Regions from separate parts of the Zea mays genome. Here all the other regions are linked to region 1. A link is a contact called in public Hi-C data. All regions are on one chromosome and are shown on one strand. Each heading gives the region's core, a stretch centred on a gene start, on an enhancer-like site or on the middle of the called end of the contact. The rest is flanking DNA. Distances are from core to core; before and after follow the strand shown.

Evidence for each region. Hi-C and Micro-C count contacts between places; a contact is called where the count stands out from the background.
Region 2: a Hi-C map of endosperm shows a contact between it and region 1, with 2.3 times the contacts expected there. The contact joins the promoter of LOC100383419 here to the promoter of LOC100191225 in region 1. A contact is called at or near these places in 3 of 25 Hi-C or Micro-C datasets (ear, endosperm and leaf mesophyll).
Region 3: a contact with region 1 is called in a Hi-C map of ear, with 2.0 times the contacts expected there. The contact joins the promoter of LOC103636131 here to the promoter of LOC100191225 in region 1. A contact is called at or near these places in 3 of 25 Hi-C or Micro-C datasets (bundle sheath, ear and tassel).

The regions. Positions count from the first base shown.
Region 1 is chr8:152,347,475-152,352,459 of Zm-B73-REFERENCE-NAM-5.0, forward strand. LOC100191225 (AMSH-like ubiquitin thioesterase 2) reads left to right here and starts at 1,931. Exons shown (of 9, transcript NM_001136659.1): 1 at 1,931-2,063; 2 at 3,143-3,184; 3 at 3,265-3,547; 4 at 3,657-3,746; 5 at 3,833-3,895; 6 at 4,015-4,089. The coding sequence starts at 3,171. It also overlaps LOC103636137.
Region 2 is chr8:151,547,887-151,552,871 of Zm-B73-REFERENCE-NAM-5.0, forward strand. It overlaps LOC100383419, which reads left to right and starts at 2,229. Exons shown (of 23, transcript NM_001361635.1): 1 at 2,229-3,933; 2 at 4,032-4,087; 3 at 4,231-4,435. The coding sequence starts at 3,085.
Region 3 is chr8:151,607,679-151,612,663 of Zm-B73-REFERENCE-NAM-5.0, forward strand. LOC103636131 (zinc finger CCCH domain-containing protein 13) reads right to left here and starts at 1,923. Exons shown (of 5, transcript XM_008658490.3): 1 at 695-1,923; 2 at 1-104. The coding sequence starts at 1,550.

The DNA.
Region 1 (4,985 bases), core at 681-3,180:
TACGCGGAGGTAAGACTCTCTCTCCCCCTCGTTCTGGCGTATGCCTCTCTCTCCCTCTAAACACTGTTCACGTGGGCCCACTTTCAATTGTTAGTAGATAAAAAATTTATAGTAAATGAAAAGTATGTATAAAAAATGATATTTTATAGTGTAGTGGGATATAGGGGGAGTATTTAGGGGGAACCGCTGCGTGAGATGAAAAAATAGGGGGTGAAATGTTGATGATGTGACCCAAAAAAGTGATATAGGGGGAAAAATTTAGGGGGAACGGTTGCGGATAGCCTAATGACTACATGTTTCTGAACATAGCATCACCTACTATTGACAAATGCCTATCTGATTTGTTTTGCTACTATCTTTTTCGTAACTGTTTTTTAGTCAGAATTATGTGTAATTTATTTTCGTATGTGCAGGTAAGGTAATGTGTGCTTATCAATGAATGTATTTTGGAAAATTGCTTGGTTAGATGCCACAGCCGATTCCTGCTAACAGGAAAAATGGTAAGCCCTACCATCTCAACAGGGCACGCCAGATGGATCAAGGATGTCGCACATAAACTAGATATGACAAAAGGATGCTGGTGTTTTGTCCCCCCGATTTTGTAGACTAAAACGATAGATTGGATAGTTTTGCAATGCAATTTCTGGCAAATGCTGCATTGTTTGTTGCCTATCTTAAGGCGATGGGCAATGGCGAGCAAATCATGCATATGACCATATAAAACATTGTATTCCGTTATAGACTGTATTATTTACAGAGTGAAGTTTGAAACGAGAGAGAAAGATAAATAAGCTCCATCACAAGGTCTCTTACCGATATTGTTGTAAAAAAAAAGGCTCCTACGGCTCAGTTTCAACATTTTCCATAATCGCTGCACTCCCAAATCCACTTTTGCTGACCCCAGCTGTTGACTTTAGTTACAACTTTTTGGGCGAGTGAATATGATTTTTGGCCGTGCCCTTTCACATGAAGGTTTTGTTTGGGTACTTTAGTATTGACCCAAATTTACATTTGTTGAGGTGGATTTAAGTGTAAATTAGTTTAAGTTACACTTTATTCCACAACACATGTGGATTGAGGTCAATACTAAATTACCCAAACTAGTCGAAAGCTTTTGAAAACCAAAATGTTTATGGGACAAGTTTGACTGGTGTAGAAATGGTGAGGGCATTTGCTTTCTGGTAAGATTTGCGGAAGTTAGAATCAACGTGCCATCCCACACCGCCATACGCATAGCTTCCTTCCCCTCCACTCAACGCCCTGCGCGTGGGCCCTGTCGCACGCGGAGCCCACGCGGCAGTGGCCCATGCAGTACTGCAGGGGATCCCGATCCTCAACGCCCTCTCCCTTTTGCGATGCGTTAACGGCTGACCTGGCGATGACAGGCAACAATAGCGCCAAGCCAACGGTCAGTCGATCGATCCCATGCCGGTATGCCGTCCCCTCCTCGATTCTTCCCCAGATTATTATTATTAACCGATGCACCGCACCCAGCATCGCCGTCAGGAGCGTGAGCCCCATGCGCCGGCGCCGAAAGCGCGCCGGGCCGACACCTCATCATCCCCTGATCCGCACCGCGGCGCTGCACTCCGCTGCAGCTGCCGACGTCGCTGGCTCACCTCGCCGAGCCAGCGCAACCGTGACCGTGACCGGCGTCCCGCTGACCCGCCCTTCGGTCCAGCGCCCCCGGACTTTTTTCGTCCCTATATCCAGAACTCTCCATTGCTTTGCTCTCAGTCTCCCACCCGCCCAGGCCAGCGCCCCTCTTTCTCTTTGTGATGTGGGCGGCATGCACTGCACGATAGCGACGTGGCGCGCCCATCCAATTCCGTGAGCCCATCCAGTTCGTGTTCGCGTAAGAATAACGGCAGCCAGCCACAGCCCACAGGCCCCCAAGGACTCTCGTCGCTCGCCTTTCCCCCAACTTTCTCCCCCCGCTCGGCCATACGGCCACTCGCCTCGCCTCGCTGAAACCAATCGCCTCTTCTCTCCCTCTCCCTCTCCCTCCAATGCTTCCCACCGATCGCTCCTGAAGCGGCTCAACTGCTCCAGATTTTCTCGAGGTGAGTGAGCTCTGTCTCGTGACCGATGACCTACTTTGCGGAAGTTGACACTGCCCAGCCGCGAGATTCGCGGTCCGCTAGGCGTGAGGTCGTGCTTATCTGGTTGGCTTTTAGGGTTTAACTTCTAGCGGGGAGGCTCGGCGGGGAGCTAAGGATTGGTACTACTTTCCGTGGCTGTTTCTGGGGTGGTTAGTGATGAAGAGGTCGTTCTTAATTCGAATTATTGTTGGACTATTACTTTTGTTCGGCGCAGGTTGGTTTTCTGTTGTTTGAAGCAGCGCAGAGTCTTCAATTGCTATGCATTTGTTTATGGGACCTGCTAGAATTTGTGCCTGAACTTTAGCTTAGCTTTCTTTCAGGCAAAGGTTACTGTTGTAGTTCGGTTCTGATAATAAAAAAACTCGTCGGATGAAACCATAAGCTCGACAAAGTATGATCCGTGTTTGGAACAAAGACAATTAACAATTATTTCAATAGTCAAACAAGGACAAAAAAACTAATATGTTATACAAAGATGAATAACAAATCAAAAAACTCGGCCAGGGAGGAAAAAACCGCCCTCTCCTGTATTATATTAAGAAGAGTCCGAAACATGGTCCTGACCGAGAAACTCCCCTCACCCTGGTACCCCATCACTAGCGGGTCATCACCGCCCAGTCTGCAACGGCACAACCGAAGGGTGGCATGCAAGACGTAACCCAGAGCGGGCGCGACACATCGAGGGGATTTTTTTAACCAAGCCCGAACTTCGCCCCCAAGGGGAATCGAACCCACGGCCTAGAGGTGCTACTCGGAAGCCTTAATCATTACGCTCCTGAATCATCTTAAAATTCAGGCACTTAATATAGGAGAAGTGTTTATTTATTAGAAAAGAAAATGGTGTACCTGCCCTGAACTTCATCGATTGCTCGCCAATGTTTTTGTTAGTTCGCTTAAATGATGTTCAACAATAGCAATGCTCTGGTGTTGTCACTTGTTAGATGCCTTATCAAACTGCTGTCATTTCTTTCCAGATCCTCGACTCTTTTGTCTTCAGTATTTCTAAATGTTCGATATTTTTGTAAAAAAAAAAATTGCAGGCTGAAATTTTGGTGTCCTTGCTCAGCCATGGGTAGTAGGAGGTATGCAGTGCTTTACCTTCTGTAGCGGTCGACAATTTTGTTTATGATACATCATGACATGATCAATGCAAAATTGGCAGATATGACATTGATACGAGGAGATGTGGGATCCACTCAAGACCAACCAAATCAATGTATCTGGATGCTCAACAAATCGTCAGCTGCCAAACTAGAGTGGGAGACCACGATGTTGGTTCCTGTGCTGTGAAGCATCACTTCCCGTCTCCAATCGTATCTTGGATAGAAGATCTTTCCAGCTTTGGCAATGCTTCTTTTAATCCTGTCTCTGAATATGTGGATGAGCAAGCCAGAGCTTCAGTGGGACAGTCTTCAGCATCAAGTAATTTGCATGACATGCAAATAGTACGTTCTCTTTCGTTCCCCATCATTTTCTTTTAAGAATATACAGTGTTTCTTGGAGGATGGTAAGACTGAAGATTGAGATGAAATAACATCCTTACATGTTATTCAGTCAGTGAGATTGACAGCCGAATTCATGGAGCTTGCAAAGGAGAATACAAGCAATAATCTAGAGACTTGTGGAATTCTTGGTGCTTCATTTGTAAGTGAAGCGGGCAACAAGTTACCTATGTGACAAGAATACCTAATTGTCAGATTAGATCTTGAGTATTTTATGTTTCTATGCAGAGGGATGGAACTTATTTTGTCACGATGTTGATTATACCAAAGCAAGAAGGAACTGCTCACTCAGTATGTCAGTAACTGAGTGGTTTCTAACATTATTCTTAATATATTTTTGTTAGTTTATTATATGTCATGACAACTATCTAGCTATCCCATTCTGAAGTCTTCCTTTCTTTTCCAAATAGTGTCAGGCTGTTAGTGAGGAGGAGATACATGCCGTGTTATCAGAGCAGTCACTTTATCCTGCAGGGTGGATTCATGTATATATTCTAGCATTTCCCTACTTCATGAAATTTCTCTTAAATGCACGTACAAGTTACATGCTTCGTATAATCTGAAAAGATAAATAAGCTGATACATGTGCAAGATGATTTCCTTGTTGCAGCATGTACTGTGTTAGATGTTTTCCTTGTTGCAGCATGTAATCTCATTCATCATTTACACTTAGTTTTCTTTCTTTTTTATTGCAGTTGAGAGCCGAGCCTTTTTTTCATTTTGTCTTGCTGCAATTCTTTTTTTTTGTGAATGAAGCAGGAGAGCTGCGTGTCATTTCATTAAGATAGAAAGAGTATAAAACGAGTTGGATTTTGAAAGAAGCCCAACTCGCCGTAAATAACCGAACACACTCCCACCCACACTGAAAAAAGGGAGGGGTGGGAAGATACATGACCAGGACCTGAACAAACTACTCCAAACACTGGGTAATCTGGACCAACGACCTTGCTAGCAATTCATTCAGCTTTGATGCTTCAGCCATACACCACAAACTGCATTCATCATCTATGGTCTGAAGAAGGGTATGGATATTAGACAGCCCCTTCAAACACACAAGAATTCCGGTGCTTCCACACAAGGTTTTCAAGTCAGTAAGTCGAGTCGAGTCGACAAGGTACCGACTTGGTGACTAGTCGATAAGTCAGTCGACTAGTCGTGGACTTGCCAATATAGTGGCTGTTTTGCCTATATAATGGCTTCATATAGACAATATATCAATTATATATGAAGAAAGAGGATGTTTTACCTCTTTTGAAGTTTGAAATTGAACGAAACTGAAATAAACAGCAAGTCTTACCTCATTTGAAGCCTCAAACTGAACCAAATCAGCCACATAAGTGATAAGTCATAAACTCATAAGTCATAACAGTCATATAGTTCA
Region 2 (4,985 bases), core at 979-3,478, 800 kb before region 1:
GAACTATAACGTAAATGACAACGACGATGATTCACACTCGACAGCGGTAGCAAGTTTGAATATACCGGTATCTGTTTTCAGACCTAAACAGACATGATTTAGCGTTATCTTTTATCTGTATCCATCACGTTGCAATCATATGAACCAGACATCACCTTAATGTAAACTGATCTGTAGGCTTCAGCTTGGGTCCCTGAAAGAATTTCATTAGAGACAAAAAAAAGTTGACTGAACTTGGACTTGCATTCTTTCCACTCCTAGAGTAGGATGTAACTATGTAAGAACATTCAGTTCAAAATGACCACTGCTGCATTGCATATGGGGCAAACACTGAATCACCACCCAGCTCAAAATGACGCAATCAAATTGGTTGAAGCAAAGGAGCGTACCACACTTGACAGAGTGGACAAAGTTTTCCTTGCCACCAGCCCTGGTTGAATTGAGTGGACACATACATGATCAGCAAGCAGCTTAATAACGATCCAGGCGTTGGTACTACTGCCTTTTTTCTGTCGTCCGTAAAACAAGAAACATGTAAAAAGAAGTAACCAACTAACCATAGTTCTGACCTTAAGACTGACAAAAAAAAAAAGAGATGTCTGGTTGCAGCATGGCGGCGCCACCCAGCCGCCACGATCTTGCATCACATGGCTGTATCTGTATCACACCTGGTTACGAAGGAGGAGAGCGCAAGCAAGCAAGCAAGCAAAACCAGACATCCACATGAAACTGAATCGGGAGCAGATCAGCCAGCCGGTCACGTACGGAGAGTGCTTGGACACCAGAAGCAGGGACGGGAGGCGGAGGCACGGGACATCAAGCAGGCACGAGAGTGCTTCACCCGTGTTCCATATCTTGCCCACGTCGCGGCGGTCCAGCTCGCCGTCGCAGGCCGCGTCGACTTCCGCGACGTCCTTGTCGCCGGGGGGAAAACACATGCGGTCATGTGGCTGCACTGCAGCCTGAAATCAGACTCCGCAACTCGACGCGCGCACGGAATGTCTCCGCCGGGCGCCGGACGATACGAGCCTACTTTTATGCGGCCGAGGCCGACCCGATGACGATGAGCAAAACGAAGCGCGTTAAACCGACGGCAAAATCGCGCTTCCAGAAAGTTCGAAACCAAAGTGCGACGCGAGCTACCAAACTGGAGCCGCGACGGATCCCCACTGCGGCTCGCTCGCTCGCTGCTGGTTCAGCAAATCCATCATCGAAAGAACAGCTACGTCGAGTCTGGCCGGAGGAGGGGTGGAAGGGACAGGCCGCACGCGCTGGACTGGAACCAACCAATCAACCGAGCCGGAGCCGCTCCCCCGCGCGCATCTGGTGTGCCGTGCCCGCTGCCCGGTGCCGCACACGAGCAGAGGCCGCGCCCCCTCCGCGGTCCATGCGCGCGCACGGCACGTCTCCCTCTCCCCTCGCACGAGTCGCCGGCGCCGCCCACCAAATCCACAAATCACCGTCGAAACCCCACCGGCCACCGCCGTGCAGTGGAGCACTGAACCGAGCCCCGTGGTACTGGCGCTTTTGGTCGGGTCCCACTGTCCCAGCACGCCACGGCAGCGCCACCTCCCATCTTGAAGCCGTCACATGATTCCGGCGAGCAGTGCCCCGTGGCCGTGCTTAACACGAATCGGACGAGAACGAGACGGCGCGCGGGGACGCCGGGACCGGGAGAGGCAATCACCGCCGTCTTCCCCGTGTCCGGCTCACGACGCGCCGGTGGATTCGAGCGCACGGCCACCACCGTTGCCCAAAGGAAATGACTGAGAGAAAGGGACCCGAGAAGAACAAATTAAAAAAAAACAGAACACAACTCCATTAATCAGACTTCAGACCTTCGTCTTGCTCGGACTCGCACGCAGGCTTCAGATGCGAGGCTGCTGCATCAATGGATCTACGTACAGCTTGCAGACCTTTAATTTGTCCGTGCACGATTTTTTTTTTAAATTTTTTCTTCACACATGGAGAACACAGATCGACAGGAACACACCGAGAAATCCGAGCTCGGCTTTTTCCACCCCCCCTCTTCATCTTCAGCCAAGGAGATCGATCGAGCCCGTGGAACGATGAAAGAACAGAACACGAAACAAAGGGAGGGAAATAAAAACCGAAAATTCTATCGGAAATCGAGAAAAAAATCTATCTTCGCTTGCATCGGGCATGTAATAATCAGACTCCGCCTACCTGCCGACGCTCCTCGTGACATCACCCATCATCCCACACGGTCGACGGAAAGTGGTACGCTGCCGCTCCAAAACTTGTTCATATCCGTCTCTCTCTCCTCCAAGACCATGCCCAAATCACCACGATCCTAAGCCAGCCCAGACCGCTCTCAAAAGCCGAATTTCTCAAGCAACAGCTCGTTCCAATCGCTTCGAAACCTAAATCCACTGCTCAAATCATACACACATTGAACGACACCTCCCACCAAACACACACACACACACAAATTTCGGAAAGAGAACTGCCAGCGCAGATCGCCATCCGACCACGAGGCTACCAAAATGCAGCGCCCAGACTCGTGCCAGCCAGCCAGCCATCACTCCTGCTCCATCTCCATGGATGCACACACCACCGCGGCCGGCCACCATCAGCGACCACAGATAGAATCGAGAGGGCAACCGCACGAGCACCAGCTCTGCTCTCACGGCGGAGACGACGACGACGACTTCCATGTCACGACCCACCCCCCTATCCGATCCCAAATCGCACGAGGAAACTTCGGGAGGAAAAAAAAAACGCACCTCCCTGGCCACCCGGGCGCGTTCCCTTGTCTATCCCCCCTGTGCTTGGAAGCCCATGAGAGCACACCAAGAACAAGCACAGGAGACGAGAGAGAAAGAGAGAGAGAGAGATAGGAAAAAAAAATCCCCAAAATCCAAGGCCGATTTATCTTCGCCAACATCTGGCCAGCTCCATCCGAGGCCGTTCCCGCTGCCTCCGCGAGGTCTCGGGAGGGGAGAGGAGCTCCCCGACTGACCGAATTCGCGAGGCAGGCAGGCACGCAGGCTTAGGGTTTGCCAAGGTGCTCCGGCGCCCTGACTCGCCGGGGCGATCTAGCGGCCGGTTCCTCGGTTCCGGATGATCTTCAAGCGGAGTCAGCGGTCGGAGATCCTTGCGCCGCGGCGCTGCAATGCCGCGGACAGCGGAGGCGAGGACGAGGGGGGAGGCGGCCCCCGCCCGAGGAAGAGGCGGAGGGGCGACGAGTTCTTCCCCGTCGACCTGCTCGGCGACGTCCCAGCCTCCAGCATCCCGTACGCTGCCTTCGGGCTCCGGTGGAGCGAGGCGCCCGAGGCACCGCCAGAGGCCGCGCAACCGCCGCCCGCGGCGAGGCCGCCGGTGGTGCGCTCGTCGCGGGGCCGCACCCTGGTGCTGCCCTCTAGGTTCAATGACTCGGTACTTACCGACCCCTGGAAGAAGGAGAAGCCGGCCAGGCCGCCGCCTCCTGTCAAGACAGAGCACTTGGCGCGCAGAAACGAGCTGCTGCACAAGAAAGGTGCAAATTTTGACAGCAGCGTTGCATTGTCCGAGGTAGATGACGACGATGAGGAGGAGGCCATGGTGGAACGTTACCGAGCACGCCGCAGTTTCGGTGCCTCCAGGAAGCACTTAGCCTCTTGGAGCACGCTTACCTCGGTACATGATGAACCATACAGCAATCACCACAGGAAGGAAGTAAAGCTTAGGCATTACTATGAGGAAGACGAGGAGGAGGAAGAGGAGAAAGAAGATATTTTTCACTGTACCGAAGAATTGGTGTATGGGGACATTGTGTGGGCAAAGCTTGGCAAACGCCAGCCAATGTGGCCAGGAGTGGTGGTCGACCCAACTCAGCAGGCCGCTGCCGATGCAATGCCACCACAACCTCGCGGTGTCGCTGTGCTTTGTGTGATGCTATTTGGCTGGCGCACAGAGTTCAGTGGCGAGAAGGTACAATTTTCCAGTGACTGTTGTATTCAAACTGGCTGACTTTAATTTCCACTGCTTTTCTCCATGGGAAATGATGCATTTGATGATATGAGTTGCAGAAGTACGTGTGGGTGAGGCAGGGGTTGATATTTCCATTTTCAGACTACATGAACCGGTGAGTAGTAGTTTAAAATGCATAACTACATGGACAACTGTTAGAATTCTGTTAAAACACCTGCTCGAGTAGTTTTGACAACTTTACTATGGTTAGAATATGCCAGCTTGTGCCTTAAGAACAAGTTGTATTTGTCATCTCAGATTTCAAGGGCAGACAGAACTAAGCAGTTGCAAACCTGCTGATTTCCGGAGGGCAGTAGAAGAGGCCTTTTTGGCTGATCAGGGATTCTCAGAAGTAGTGGTACATTGCAGCACCAAGGGCCAATCTGTGGTGTGTCATTCTTTCCCAGATGATTTACATGAAGTGACTGGTTCAAATGAATTGGAGTACCAGCCACAGATTAAGGCAAGTTGATGAATTTCTTTATAGTTGATACACAACTAAGGCTATGCATATGTGTGTAGGATATTTCAACAGTAAATCAATGCCTTATGCAGTCTTCTACGGTTTATTTAATGTCCGTAAATTTTATTTCGAGGGAAGCTTATGATGTTACATTGCCTTGCTTCTTAAATAGGAAGAATTCAGGTGAATGTCAAAGGACCCTAAAAGAATTGATGTATGACAATGATAAAATCTTGAAACAGATACACTCTAACTGAATCATTTACTATGTACTAGCATATAGCCCATGCTAACGCGGCGGCGTGAGTGAGAGGGAGGGACGCGGGGGAGGGGGAGGTTGGGGGTGGCAGGGTCGCGGGAGAGGCAGAGAGATGATGGACGATCCAAATAATATTGTCAATTGGATTTGAGTGAGCAATGGAGAGGGGGTTATCCAACAATCTGAACCGTTGGTTTTGATGTTGTGTTAAGTTTGGGTGCAATTTGTTTGGTGAATTTAGTGGAGGTTATGGATGTGGGGGTGATTTGGTTGGGTGGGTTTTGCAAAGTT
Region 3 (4,985 bases), core at 673-3,172, 740 kb before region 1:
ATTGTCAGTGGACCACTTATCTGTATCTTCAGAATCATCTTTTCTTCGGCTGTGTTTTTCAGCTTGCATATCAGGATTATTGTACTTCTCTTTCGCTGAAATTTCTGCCTCAAAAAGTAGTAGTTTAGAAGGCAATATCAGCAAAAGAAAAGAAAAGAAAAGAAAACAACCCAAAAACATATAATAAAACTCAAATAAGTAGTGTTCAGGTAAAACAAGTACATAGGTAAAAACAGTTCGGCATAGAGCAAAATAGCTCTTTCAAGTATACTATCCATCTGCTTCACTGAGATAGGCCCAGGAGGCCAGGACTATCAAGGCAATAGATCAGAACAAGAAATATGGTTTCAATTTTCATATAAATTTGCAACAAGATACCATGCTGTAAGCTATATATAATAAGCATAACAGAGTTTAATGTAGCAAAGGGAAACATGGATATTAAATCGTTCAGTGTGATAGAAAACAACGCAAAAGTAGGAAAACTATGAACTCCACAGGTTACAACCATTTCCAGCACATTTATTAATATATGCTAGAACTATTTAAAATAATGATAGCATCATGCAAAACTCTAAATGAAATCAGGATAAGAAAACTGTAACACATTGCAGTAGGAACATGACGTATAATCGTACATAGAGCAGGAATGCTATTGGTATTGTTGAGAACATGTAGAAAATGGGCTACTCACCATTGACATCTGTATCTCTCCTATATGAGTAGGCCTCCTGTTCCGTCCTACTCATCTTCAAGCCACTCTTCCTGCTCCCGCCATCCTCATACCTCTCGTGCTTGGAATCATGATCTTTCTTGTCCCACTCCCGCTCCTTCTGCCTATCACGCTCCCTCTCATGCTCCCTGTCCCGCTCTCGGTCCCTATCTTTCTCACGCTCCCGTTCTCTCTCCCTCTCCTTCTCTCGTGCTCTTTCCTTCTCACGCTCTCTATCCCTACTCCTTCCCCTATCTCGCTCCTTCTGCCGCTCCCATTCTTCCCCCCTTTCCCTTTCGTTCTCCCTATCTCTGTTATCCTTATAATGCCCGGTACTCTCCTTCCTCCCCACATCCTTCTGTTTCTCTGACCTCCGTTTCCCAGAGTCACTCTTAGACAGAACCTCCTCAGCCCTGTCATCCACAGCCACTGCTCGTCTGCTTGACCTCTTGGACTCATCCCCTGATCCCCTGGACCTGTCGGCCAGCTTCTCCACTTCAGCATGCCCAAAGGTCTCGCTCTTGGACCTCTTGTCGACCAGGTGATCGTCACAGACGCCACTGTTCCACCGGTCGCTGACCACATCAACCACGGCCTCCTCAACCCTCTCCTTCCTCTTCTTCCCGTGCTCAGCGTACCCGTTCCCTGATCTCACGGCCTCCTGTCCCGAGGACGAGCGGCGCCTCTCAGGCTCGGGATCTCTGGAAACCCTAGCCGCCGCGGCCTCCTCGCGCGCGCCGGCGACCGGAGCCGACTCCTCGCCATCTGACTCCGACCGGTCAGCGGACCCTCCTCGCCTGTGGGACCGGTGCGACCTGTGACGCGAGCTCCGAGGCATGGCGGGCCAACCCTAACTGAAAAACTACCAGCCCAGATGCGGAAGCTGGCGACGCGGGGCCCTTGAAGCCCTAGGGCGCGCGCGGATCTAGACAGACGTGGCGGCGGGGAGAGGGGACCGCGAGCGCGCTGGGGTACGGCGGCTAGGGTTTTGGTGGGGTGCGAGAACGGAGGGGAGGCGGTGGCGGCCGGGGATGAGAGACGACGAGTTCGTGGGTGGAGAAAATGGGGAAGGAAAATTGTTGGTTGATTTTCCGGCTTTGGATTTGGAGGGTTGCCGGGACGGGTTTAGTTGGGATTTGGTCCCGGCCTGGTGGTGGTTTGCTTCGCTGCGGTGCGGTGCGGCGCGGCCGAAGGGGCGCGCGGCCGGATTGGGCACGAGAGAAAGGAGTCGAGGCGCGCCGACGCGGGTGTCTTTCGGGCTGCGTTGAGCAGGTTCCAATTTTGGAAGGGAGTTCACCTCCTCCAAATTCAAGTGTCAAAATCAAATATGTAACGCAGGATGAGAATAGACTAATGGAATGTTTGTTTCATTTACTAATGATTAGTCGATGTTTGAATATAAATTATGAATATTAAATACGGTATAATTATAAAAATAGTTACGCAGATGAATAACACAAACGACGAGTCGAATTTATTAAGTCTAATTAATTTATAATTAAAAAATATTTAATATAGCATTACAGAATTTATTAAGTCTAATTAATTTATAATTAAAAAATATTTAATGTAGCATTACATTAGCGAATCGTGCAAATTTGTCTTAATGTTTAGTTATTATCTGTGTAATTAGTTTTATAATAATTAGATTATATTTAATATTTCTAACTAGTATTAAATATCTGATGTGATGGGACAGGTATTTAGTCAGGTGAATCTAAATGGGCCCTAAATGATCCTATTACATACACTTTGAGTCATGTCCCAATCTGCGATCTTTTTTGGACCTCGGCATATGTTTTACAAATTCTCATCTCGTTTGGTTCTTTCGTTCAAGAGGTTTGAAGCGCCCTAATCCTCTGGGACTCAAATATGATATAATTACTAGTTCTATGAGGTTAGTAAACACATTTATACATCAGATGATTCCAGATCTGCTTAAACGAGACAGACCTATAAAGGTGGCGATCAACTTTAAGAGTTGGTCCACAACTCGGGACATATCATCAGAGTGGGGCTGAAGCAGCCCGATATACGCAGTGAAGCAAATTAGCGGTCTAACAGCCACGGGCAAGGTTGGAACAGGCGTAACTCTTACCCGATCAGCGATTTCTTTCTCTGAAAAACAACAAATAAGCAAGGGTGAGTCACTACCGGAAACGGGCGCTTTGCCGAGTGCCCGAAGCACTCGGCAAAGCCTTAAAAACACTCGGCAACGTCTTTGCCGAGTGTGACACTCGGCAAAGAAGGCTCGGCAAACAGTGCATCGGCAAAGTCTTTTTTGTCGAGTACTTTTTCTCGGGCACTCGGCAAAGAAAAGCGGCCGTTACGGTGACGGGTGACGGAGACGGTGTCTTTGCCGAGTGTCTTTCCAGAAGCACTCGACAAAGAATATATCTTTGCCGAGTGCCCTCTAGGACACTCGGCAAAGAGCCCGCCAGGGAGGGTCCCCATGTCAGGCTATTTGCCGAGTGCTCTGTGCGGCACTCGGCAAAGCCGGCCTCTTTGCTGAGTGCCAGAGACATAACACTCGGCAAAGTCACTAAACCGGTGCCCAGGTTTTTGCTCTTTGCCGAGTGTTTTGACCCTGACACTCGGCAAAGCGCCTCTTTGTCGAGTGTTACACTCGGCAAAGTGACCAATATATACCTTTTTTATTTGTTTTTTGTATTCCATCCACACAAACAAAAGATATCACATATATATCACATATATACATCACAGATATCATCACAAACATAAATAGCCAACACAAACATACAACCGTCACCACAAACATAAATATCCATCACAAACATAAGTGTTCAACACAAGTATCAAACACAAACATAAGTCTCAAACGTCGCAAGCTCTCACATAAGTATCAAACACAGACATAAGTATTATACACAAGTTCTGAAGTCTAAAACAATGAAAACACAACACTCATGGAGGTGGGCGGCTTGACCGGGGCTGCGTTGGGCTGAACCCTTCTGGAGGGTTGTTGGATGCCGCTCCAGATTGGCCCTGCACAGAGAAGAGATTGCATGTGTTATACCAGATGCATTACAAACATCTAACTACAATTTTGATACTCACAGGAGTGTGGAAGAGAGCAGGGTCAACTGGAGGGAACAATGGAGGTGGCAGAGCGATGCCCTGTGCGGCGCCAAGGCTCTGCATGTACTGGAACATCTCTGCCATCCTCTGATGATCTGCCTGGCGCTCCGCCTCCCGCTCCGCCATCATCCTCGCCTCCATCTCGTGACGTTCCCTCCTCTCTTCTTCTAGTTGGGTCTGTAATATTACAAGCCAACGTTATAGTAACTCAAAGAGTAGGTATATAACTAAAGGAAGGACGAGTTACAGAAGCACTAACCTCGAGTTGCTGTATGTGATGCTGTGAGCTGTCGTACCGAGGTCGTATGGCTGGACTCGAGCCCATGCTCCTTGCTCTCACCTGAGACAGATTGGGAGTGGAGGACGATTCGATTGCCCCATCGGCAATCTAGTACCGCCCATGTCTCTTGCCTCCTCCGACCCTCATGAGAACATCGGGGTCGATCGGCTCGGTGCTCGGATCATAGTCTGGGCCATGGACCTCCTGCGCCATGGCGGTGTAGTCATGGAGGCGGTTGTAGACGGCGGGGTTGGTGTAGGCCTCGGGCTCGTCATCTGGGTTGTAGGTGACGTCGGACATCGCCTTACCCTTATGGACCATAGCATAGGCCGAGAAGGTGGATCAAGGTCGGCCACCATGTGACGCCGACTGCAACGAAAACCAACGAGATAGTTAGAAATAATATCTAACTCAGTGTTATATATCTAAATAAAAACATGGCGTACCCATGCTTCGGCATATTGGCCCAGGCTCCGGCTGCCTTGGTGGTGGGAGGGGCCTTGCATCATCAAACGTCGTTCCCGGCTAGCGGTGTGCGCCTCGTCCCACTCAGTCGAACACCACCTATCCACCATCTGCTCCCAGCACAGAGGATGTGCGGCGCACCAATATGGAATCATCTACAAAGTAAACACGTAAAGTGCATATCAGAAGATAAAATAAAATTCATGCATGGAGTACTGGTACCAAACATGCATGACTTTACCTGCAGGTACTGCTCCCTGGTCAACGACATGGTTCGGGCTTGAGGTTTGGTCACCCTCTCCCCAAGGATGGAGCCGTGGTAGGTGATGATGGCCTGGATTCAGGCCTCATAGTGCATGTCCACGACGAGCTTCTTACAGCTCGTGGTGGCCACCACATCCGCCCTAGCCTCGTATCCAGCATCGCATC